2 separate regions of the Mus musculus genome follow, and region 2 is linked to region 1. The links are chromatin contacts, called in public promoter capture Hi-C maps. All regions are on one chromosome and are shown on one strand. Each heading gives the region's core, a stretch centred on a gene start, on an enhancer-like site or on the middle of the called end of the contact. The rest is flanking DNA. Distances are from core to core; before and after follow the strand shown. Region 1 holds the start of Serpine3 (serpin peptidase inhibitor, clade E (nexin, plasminogen activator inhibitor type 1), member 3). Region 2 holds the start of 2700070H01Rik (RIKEN cDNA 2700070H01 gene).

What was found. Capture Hi-C pulls out chosen DNA fragments and counts their contacts.
Region 2: a promoter capture Hi-C map of adipose tissue shows a contact between it and region 1. The contact joins the promoter of 2700070H01Rik here to the promoter of Serpine3 in region 1. A contact is called at or near these places in 3 of 9 other capture datasets (adipose tissue, embryonic stem cells and liver).

The regions. Positions count from the first base shown.
Region 1 is chr14:62,661,610-62,666,393 of GRCm38.p6, forward strand. It overlaps Serpine3 (serpin peptidase inhibitor, clade E (nexin, plasminogen activator inhibitor type 1), member 3), which reads left to right and starts at 2,058. Exons shown (of 9, transcript NM_001199945.1): 1 at 2,058-2,107; 2 at 3,320-3,594. The coding sequence starts at 3,333.
Region 2 is chr14:63,052,236-63,057,019 of GRCm38.p6, forward strand. 2700070H01Rik (RIKEN cDNA 2700070H01 gene) reads left to right here and starts at 2,838. Exons shown (of 3, transcript NR_046019.1): 1 at 2,838-2,871; 2 at 3,532-3,717; 3 at 4,389-4,784.

The sequences.
Region 1 (4,784 bases), core at 808-3,307:
GAAGGTGGAAATAGCGTGTGCCTTCCAGCTACATGTGCTTGCTGGAAAGTCCCTAGTTGGAAATAGGCTAAGAACTAGTGAGTCCTAAAGGGAGAGAGAAGGAGCTAAAGTAGGTATCACCAGGGTGACCAGAACAAATGAGAAGAAGCATCGTAATCTAAAAGCACCATACTTTGTCTGTCTAGAGGTGCTTCACCAGAACAGCCCTGAGAAATGAAAGCAGTCTAGAAGCATGTCACCAATCCATAGAGTCTGGATAGACTATCAAAAGCCTTAGAATCCCATGGGGAGTTCAAAAGATCCAATGTCTTGGCTCCTTTAACAGACACCACTGAGGCTGTGGGAAATAACATAAGCCTGAGAGTAAAAGCAGGGGATATAAGTTCAAGCCTCAACAGAATCTTGAGTTCTTCTGTCTTAATTTCTCCCTCTGTGAAATGGGAGTAATATGTGTGCTCATGGCACTGTCATGGGGATTCACACAATGTGCAGCTGTGAATGGAAAATTTCTAACTTCATAGAGCATGGAGGATATACTCAATAATGTTCACTTTGCTTGTTTTTACGGCTATGAATAACCAATATCCATATAAATAACCAATCCTGGCAAGATGGATGCCAACATGCAATCTCTATAACTGGTCAGACACCATGATGACACACCAGCTTCTGCTGAGTACCCCAAAGCAACATCAGTTGCTATTCATATTTTATTCATCCACACATTGAAATATTTAGTCCATGTGAGAAATGTCTCGAGCATTTAAAGTTTTCCTGGCATTGTTTCATGAAAATGTTTTCAAAAGCAGTTTAGAATTGTACATTCATAAAGTTAGGAAATCACATTCACAGAAGTGACACAGCCAGATTGCCCAATTTCAGAAGTCGTTTCTCAGGCATCTCTCCGTACTGCTATTGGCAATTACTTAATTAATCGACTTTAGCTAAAGTCAGTCCACCTTAAGAACCTTGAGGCATCGCAAAAAGCCCTTGGATTTACTGCAGCTTTCTGTTTAACGCTGTCAGTGTAAACATCTAAAGTCCACGTTCAAAGTGAAAGACAAGAGTCCAGTGAGAGTGTAGCCCAGGCTGCTGATTCAATGCTACATTCCCCAACCAGGCCTAGAGCCTTGGGGCCCAGCAGGCAATCAGGAGCTAGTTCTTGGATGCACGAATAGATGGAATGAATGCTTTCTCTGGGTACTTTGACAGAAGTTAAATACATTTCTTTCCCCTGCCATACTGTAGCTTAGAGTCCAAGACACACAATGGTGAATTTACATCAAAATTCAAGATTTGAAGAGATTTCATATGAAACAGCTACAGAACTGTAACTATCCTAAGACCCAAAATACCCTTGGATTGAATATCTATGATTAAACTTTAAAGTGAATTGCCCACTGATTATAGGGGTGTGAGTACTTGTCAAGTTAAAGGGACCCCCCATGGGATCTCTCTTTCTTAAATTATTATAGTGGGCTTGTTGCACTGTATCTGAGGACTGTTCTAGGGCTCATATTACACAGCAGGTACACTCGATTTTGTTAATAATGGATGAGGCCAGCTGTCTTGCTCTAACCTGATTGAACCAGACTTTGCACTGCTTGCTTTTTTTTCTTTTTCAGCCCTGCACTTGCTGAAAGTTCCAGGCCATGCTCAAAGACTGACCTATTGTTTTGTTTCCAGGAGGAGGAGAGAGGCACTAGGTACCTGGCACCCAGCAAAAACCCAGAGTTATCTCGGAATTCTTCAAAGTCATAAAGGGCTAGATGGAGGGTTCCTTGCTGGTACAACCAGGTCACAAGCCTTAGAAGGCTTGATGGGCATGGCTGGCTCTGTCCCCGAGGCATACTCTGCTCTCATCTGGGCTTTGCTGCCTACAGCTGAGATGCTTCTCCTGGCTCCCTGCAGAACGTCCAGGCTCCAGGAATTTGGACGGAGTGGTAGAGACATCGCCGGCAGAGACGGCAATTACCAGCTTCCTCCCTGGGATGTCTTGTGATTCGGGGCACATTCTGCTCCTACTCTTTTAAAAAGGGCAGCATGTTGATGCTCAAGGCACAAGAACAGAATCAAACAAGGAAACTACCATTTGATTAAAGAGTCGGTGAGTATACAACACATCCCTGGTAGTCATGGCAGGACCTGGGTCACCAGGAGTCTGGGCATCAAAGTCTATTTGCTAAGGGTTGCAAGTGCTCTTGTCTCGGAAGCTGATAGAAGCTGCACGAACTCTCAAAGTAGGACTTGAAGCTTTCACTAATGACCTTAGAGTAAAGCCTACTTTCTCTCTAGACATACGCACCCATGCAAATTCCCACTCCGTGGGTTCCGAGGTCACGTGTATTTGTGTTCAGCCCTGAAGGGAAGAGCTGGGAAACATGGCTTTTTCTCTTAGATCTTTATTTAAAGGGAATTCCACTGAGCCCAGGCCTTTGCTTATAAGCTTGTATAGGAAGTGCTTTGGACTGGGTATTTCTCTCCCATTGGCCTAGTCTGATTCCACAGTTGAAGCAATTAGCAAAGATTGCTACTGTAGTGAAAGTGCTCTGCTCTGCTCTTCTTGCTCCCTTCTGGATTCCTTTGCTACTCATGGTAGCCCCTCTTCCTGGGAGGACACAGTTCTGAGGAGGAGCTTTCTATTATTATTGTTCTACTCTGTGGAATAATCTACTACGTAGCATGAAATCTAATATTCTAGGCCCAGCTATCCCATTCATCACTCTTAGAACATACATATATGTTCTTAATATTTTATGTAGTACTCTTAAAGGCCAGGATCTGTCATAACTCTGTTATTCTCCCCCTACCAGTGAGTCACTGAGTTCTCTAGAGCACAGCCCCCATGACTATAGTTACGATACCTAGTATGGATGTGAGAATATCAACCAAGAATATATAATCTTTTTAGCCTAAAAGATAAACTTTGAGTATGGTTAATATTATAATGACTCATAAGAAACATGGCTCAGCTATAAGCAGGCTAAGTACTAGGAAACCATAGGATGCACTTTGACATTTCTTAACATAATGACTTGTTTCACTATAACCAGGACTTTTCCAAGGCCTCACGTACAGTAAGAGGAGCAGATCTTCCAGCACGGGGTTGAGTTTTCAAAAAGATCCCAGCCCAACCAAGCATCCTAGACATGTAGGAGCATGGTGGGTAAGCAAGAAAGTGAAGCGAGACTGTCCTTTGGGCCATACCTGGCCACTGAAAACAGAGCCAGGTGCCCCAGTTCCCAGATGATGAGCCTTGTCACCTTGTCTTCCTTGTCACCAGCATTCTCTCTGTACTTCCCCTCCCTCTGAACTGCAGGTGTCCAGTCTCCATGCTGCCTCTCCTGCAGGTCACCTTCTTTCTTCTCTCCTCCTGCTTCTCAGCAGGAGGGGGCAGCCCCCTCAGTGAAGGCCTGTGGCTGCTGAAGACTGAGTTTGCCCTCCACCTTTACCGGAGTGCAGCAGCAGAGAGAAACGGGACAAACTTCGTCATCTCACCGGCCAGTGTGTCCCTCTCCCTGGAGATCCTGCAGTTTGGAGCCAGGGGCAACACCGGCTGGCAGCTGGCTGGGGCCCTCGGCTATACAGTGCAAGGTAAGAGGCTCCTCTCTCCTGCTTCTCTCAGCCCTGCTCCCTGCTCCACCCTGCTCAAGTGCTCTGGGCGGGGAGCGCAGATCCCAGTGTGCACAGGGAGAGAGGCATGGCCATTCGTGAAGCACTCAGACTTTTACCATGGCTGTTCTTGATTGTGGGGACTTCCTTCTAGCCTCATGGCAATACCACAGTTTTGAGTCACTGTCCCTTTTAGAATGCTTGCTGTGGCTGGGAGAGGTGGGGAACACCTTCTAAACAGTCACTGATTGCCTTTTGAAGTTGGTGGTTTCATTGGCACCCCTATTTGGGGAAGTAGATAGGCAGAGGGTGGAGACAACTTGCTGGAAGTCACACAGTCAATAAAAGGCAGGCTGGGCTTAAATGCACTTTTTTTTGTTTTGTTTTGTTTGTTTGTTTGTTTGTTTTTTTGAGACAGGGTTTCTCTGTATAGCCCTGGCTGTCCTGGAACTCACTTTGTAGACCAGGTTGGCCTCAAACTCAGAAATCCACCTGCCTCTGCCTCCCAAGTGCTGGGATTAAAGGCGTGCGCCACCACGCCCGGCTCTTAAATGCACTCTTTAGATCCAGGACTATGCTCTTGACCAACCTATTTTCATGATTCTGAGGTTTCTGCCAGCTTATATCTACATATTGTTTCTCGAAACAGCTCTGCTAACAGCAGAGAAAGTCTTTAGAACACAGCACAGCCTGCATTGACCTACATGGGTGATGCAGCTCAATACGTGAGCAGCTATAAGCTAAAGCTAACACAGCCTTCCCTTCTCAATCTCAGAATAAGATGTCAATATAAAACATAGTGTTGGTGGCTGAGGCAGGATTTCTTAATTCCAAGCCAGTCTGTTATGTAGCAGGAACCCCATCTCAAAACAAACAAAGCAATGAACATCACTAAAACTGGCAGGAGTCGTCTTTGGATGAATTAAGATTTGTCAGAAGGCACAAGAAATAATGCCAACTCAGCCTAGCCACGGTGTCCTCTGGGGGTGGACCCTTGAGCTAGCAAATCAAAGTTAGAATTCAACATGTCTGGCACCAGGTGCCCCCTGAACTACCTGTCCTCCTCAATGTATACCCTGACCACTGCTAAAACAAGTCTTACAATCCTGCTGGACAACCAATAGGCTGTTCTCTCTAGGGACAACTGAAACCAAAGATAGTTTTTAGAACTC
Region 2 (4,784 bases), core at 1,588-4,087, 390 kb after region 1:
CTACAGATACTTCCAAATTAAATACATAAATCCTTCAAAGCCAGGACCCACACCCACATATGAGGGAGAATATGTAGCATTTGTCTTCTCCTTCTCCTTCTCCTCCTCTCCCTCCTCCTCCTCCTCCTCCTCCTCCTCCTCCTTTGTTTTTTTGTTTTTTTGTTTTTTGCTTTTTCCAGACAGGGTTTCTCTGTGTAGTCCTGGTTGTCCTGGAACTCACTCTGTAGACCAGGCTGGTTTCGAACTCAGTAATCTGCCTGCCTCTGCCTCCTAAGTGCTAGCATTAAAGGTGTGCGCCACCACTGCCTGGATAACATTTGTCTTCTCGGTTACCTTACTCAGAGTAATGCATTCCAGTTTCATCGTTTTTTTTTTTTTCCTGCTAATTTCATTTTCCTTTGTGTGTGAATCACATTTTCGTTATTCATTCATTCAATGGACATATAAGTCGAATCCATTTCTTTGTTAATGTTTTTGGAATTATTTATTTATATGAGTACCCTGATGCTGTCTTCAGACACACCAGAAGAGGGTGTCAGACCCATTACAGATGGTTGTGAGCCACCATGTGGTTGCTGGGAATTGAACTCAGGACCTCTGAAAGAACAGTCAGTGTTCTTAACCACTGAGCCATCTCTTCAGTCCCCCAAATTCATTTCTTAATGACTCACACAATATTTCTAATCTTCGAAACACCCAGCTAGATCATCAGATATTCCTCATTCAGAGTTGGGTCACATAACCACCATCCAAAAGACAGTGAGGCGAATCAAAATGTCCCCATGTTCGACTCACCTGCACAGATAAACAAACAAACAAACAAACAAACCTCTTCTCAACAGTAAACAACAAAAGACAACACATAGAACAAGGGTAACAAGGAACAGGCCAACACCTGTGAAGATGGCTTTAAACTTTGAAGAAGGAATCAATAAAAGATGTTCAAGGATGCAAAGATAAAGACATCTAATACAGCATCCTGGTCACCTCCTTCCTGTCAACTTTAAATATGAGTGTAATCCCACAAAATCTTTGAATCACGCAGACTGAACCTCAAGCTCCTTAATAAAGTTTTTAAATAAGATTGTCATCAGAAATTCAGAAGATGAGGAGTCCGCCTAAGTCTCCTCCTAGATATCCAAGCCTTAACCAAGGAAGCCGATAACAGGACGTGACCAGCTGCATTGACAAGCAGCAGAGGAAAGACAAGGACCTTTCAATTAATAGGACCAACAACAAGTCATTCGGTCAGTAGGGACAACAATACATTGTTCATTAATTAGGGATGCCGCTCTGAAATAATAAGGCTGGTGGCTCATGCAGACCTTATCCCAGAATAAACTCAAAATGAATCAGAGATAGGAAATTATAAAGAGGGAGCCATAGGATTGCTTTATCATCATTTTACCTGAAATAGAGCACAAATGGCATTTTAGGAACTAGTAGGCTACATCAAGTGAATCGTTCTTCCCATGGAAAAGGCAAGAGGGAAAATAACCAGAAACACAACAAATAATAAATTCTTAGAAGCTGGTTAAAAGTTTCAAGTAAAATCTTTCAAATGTTAATTTTAGAAAGTCCTTGAGATTACTTCTATGAAGATATGATGTGTGTGTGTGTGTGCATTTGCATGTGTGTATGTTCGAGTGAAATGTGGGTGGTGTGTGCATGCATGTGCGTGTGTCTGTGTGTGTGTTGTGCATGTGCATGCTACAACCCATGTGTGGAGGTCAGGAGACAGCTTTGTCGAGTTGGTTTCTTTTTTTCCCTTCCCTTCTCTCTTTGTACATAGGTTCTAGGAGTGGCGCAGAGATGACCCTGAGCTGTCTCACTAGCCCAATATTGGAGTGCTTTTAAATGGAACACACCCAAGCTAAAAAAAAACCTTCTGCTACTCACAACGCAGCATTGTAGGCAACCTCCCAGACAAAACAATGGGGAAGAGAAGCTGGGCGCAACAGTAACCCCACGGACTGCCACTCACTTGAATTTTAAGAACATGGCACTGTGTCCAAAGCAGGGAAGGGGCTGTTTCTGGTGGGTGAGTGAGGAGGAAGAGGATGAAGAAAGTGTTGAGAACACTCTGGGAACCTGTATATGAACCCAAACATTTTAAGAGCCCCTCAATCCACTTGCACACAGAAGACCTGTCATCCACAATATTTCTTAATGAGTTCTTGGGCCTCATAGACACATTGGGAGCTTTTAATCAGTGAGTGGAGCTAGGAAGTGGGTCACATCATCCCAGAAAAAAAAAAAAAAAAAGTAACTAACAAGCTTTCCTGGGTAGCCTCTGAAAACCCCAAAGAGCTGGAAAGGCCTCCTAGGATAACAACAAATGCTGGAAGTGTTTCAGAATAGCAGCACAGATGTCCGGGGGAGCATAATTGTTCCTTCTGCGTGTGGTAGGCTAGTTCAGGGTCCAGTCAGAGCTCACCAGACCCCTGAGAGAACCAGGAAAGAGGCTAGCCCAGCCTTTCAGTTGAGCTCCCATTTTCTCTTCCAGACCTCAAGCATGGGCTGCCTGGCCACTCCCTGCCCTCTGAGTCTCTTCTCATCATTCTCAGAATGAGGCACTGTCCAGACAAGACCCAGGCTGTCCACCCTGTGGCGCCAGCAAGCGGAGAGCAGACAGCAGGGCCCCTGCCTCCACCACCTCCCTTCCCCTGGCACCAAAACAAATGACCTCATCTGAGGAACCAGCTCCTATCAGCCACCAGCCTCCCTCCAGGCCAGCAGAGGGATCAACGGGAGGGGAGGAGGCTGGCCCTGGGCTCTGCCTACTTTGGCACAGACCTGGTTCTGCGGAGCATCAGCTGCCGCCTTTAAATCAGGGAGGCTTCGGCTTTGTTCTTGGGTCCTGGATACTGGGTGAGCCCTACTCCTGCATGTAGCCCCCCCCCCCCCCCCGACGTCTCCCTCTGTGCTATCCTTGGGTACACATAACTACAAAGGACAGCCACCACACAAATAGCCAACGAAGGACTGAGGAGGCTCTGTGTATGCATGTGTGCATGCATGCATGCTTGCATGCGTGTGTGCTTGTGAACAGCCTCAGGTATTCATTCTTGGTTTTAGACACTACTCAGTGGCCTGGAACTCAGCAAGAAGGCTACACTGGCTGGCCACCAAGCCCAGGGATCCACTGCCTCTGCCTTCCAGGGGCTAGGGTTGCACACATATACACCACCTGACTTTTTGTGGTTATCATGGTTTTGGTTTGTATTGATTGATTGATTGGTTGGTTGATTGCACGGATGATTCTGGAGAGTCCACAGTGCCTTTACTCTGTGCAAGAGAGTCATTTCACCCAGTCCAGAAATGGAAGTCTAGGATTCTAACTGTGCCAGGGCCCCATCACCCCCTGTTCTGCCCTGGCACTGCAGTGGTGTGGTAGAGGCCTCCTATAGGTGATGGGGTGGCAGCCATGTCCCACCAGATGATGTGACTGACATGGTGGCTTTGATATCAGTATCTTTTTCCAATCTGGTTCAGCATTTAATGATGGTGCTCATGATGTTGTCTACCCAGGGGCAGACTCTCGAGACTTCCACAACATGTGACCTTCAGCAAAGTCTTAGAACACTTCTAGACCTCAGCAAGTAACCTACGAGAGGCGGTTATGACTGGTCCTGTCTTCAAGCTAGGCTGCAAGAGTCAAGTGGCAACTGAATCAGTGCATCATGCCCAGCATGGAGGAAGCCATCAGTCATCCTGGTCAGTTATCAAGATCCACAGGGTGGTGGCCTCGGAAAGTGTGCGGCTCCATCTGACTTCTCTATCCCAGTCAGTCTGACTGCACCTCCTGTTGAGTGTGTGAATAGGGGCCCAGTGACCTTCCCAAAGGTGGCTGGCATCCCTGTATGCTGGATCGCAGGACCCATTTTGGTCTTTCTGTCCTTGCCCAGGCTAGTATACACAGTGATTATGTATGCATTGCAAGCACCTTATTATTAGAAGAGAGCAGGGGTGTGGCTAAATCGGTAGAGTGCTTGCCTAGCACACAGGAAACCCTGGGTTCCATTCTCAGCACTGCATAAACGGTGCTGCTCAGTGCTGTAATCCCAGCACTCAGGAGATGGAGGCAGGGGAATCAAGTAAGTTCAGGCTAGCCTGGGATAGCTGAGACTAAAAAGAGGGGGGGCGGGGTGGAGGAGAAAGTGGAAAAAGAAGAGAGAAGGAGGAGAGAAAGGACTAGAGAAAGTAATCGTTAGACAAGAGGTGGATTTTGTTCAGCATCAGGGAAGACCTGTATCAGGTCTCTCTCCCCTGGAGGGCAGCAGATGAAGAAGTGCTACCTTGGATGTTCCCCTAAGTAAACAGAGTCCCCAGCCATTCAGCCCCAGTGTCTGCAGAGACCCCAGCACAGTGACGTCTCTTCTCCACAGGGATCACCATTGGTTGGCCTCTGCACCATGGGATAGATGATCGGACACTAACCTGAGGCAGAAGGAAGGGCCCTGGAGGATCTCTGTCACTCCCCAGAGCCTGCACTCTTACCAGCTCCTGAATGCCCACAGGGGCTTCCTGTGATTTTTGCCATGCTTCGCTTCTGTATCCTGCCTTCAGCAGGTACTACCCTCCCCCACCATCATACTCTGCTGGGGAAGGGATTGCTGAGAACAGCAATCGCCCAAGGACACACAACTACTGTACATGCTAAGTGTTCTGCCCTTATAGAAATACAAGGAAAAGAAACCCTCTTAATGTTTCCCCTCCACTATCCGTATGTGTCTTGGGGTTGTACTGTGTTAGAATGTTAGATTTTCACAACTGCTTTTTGA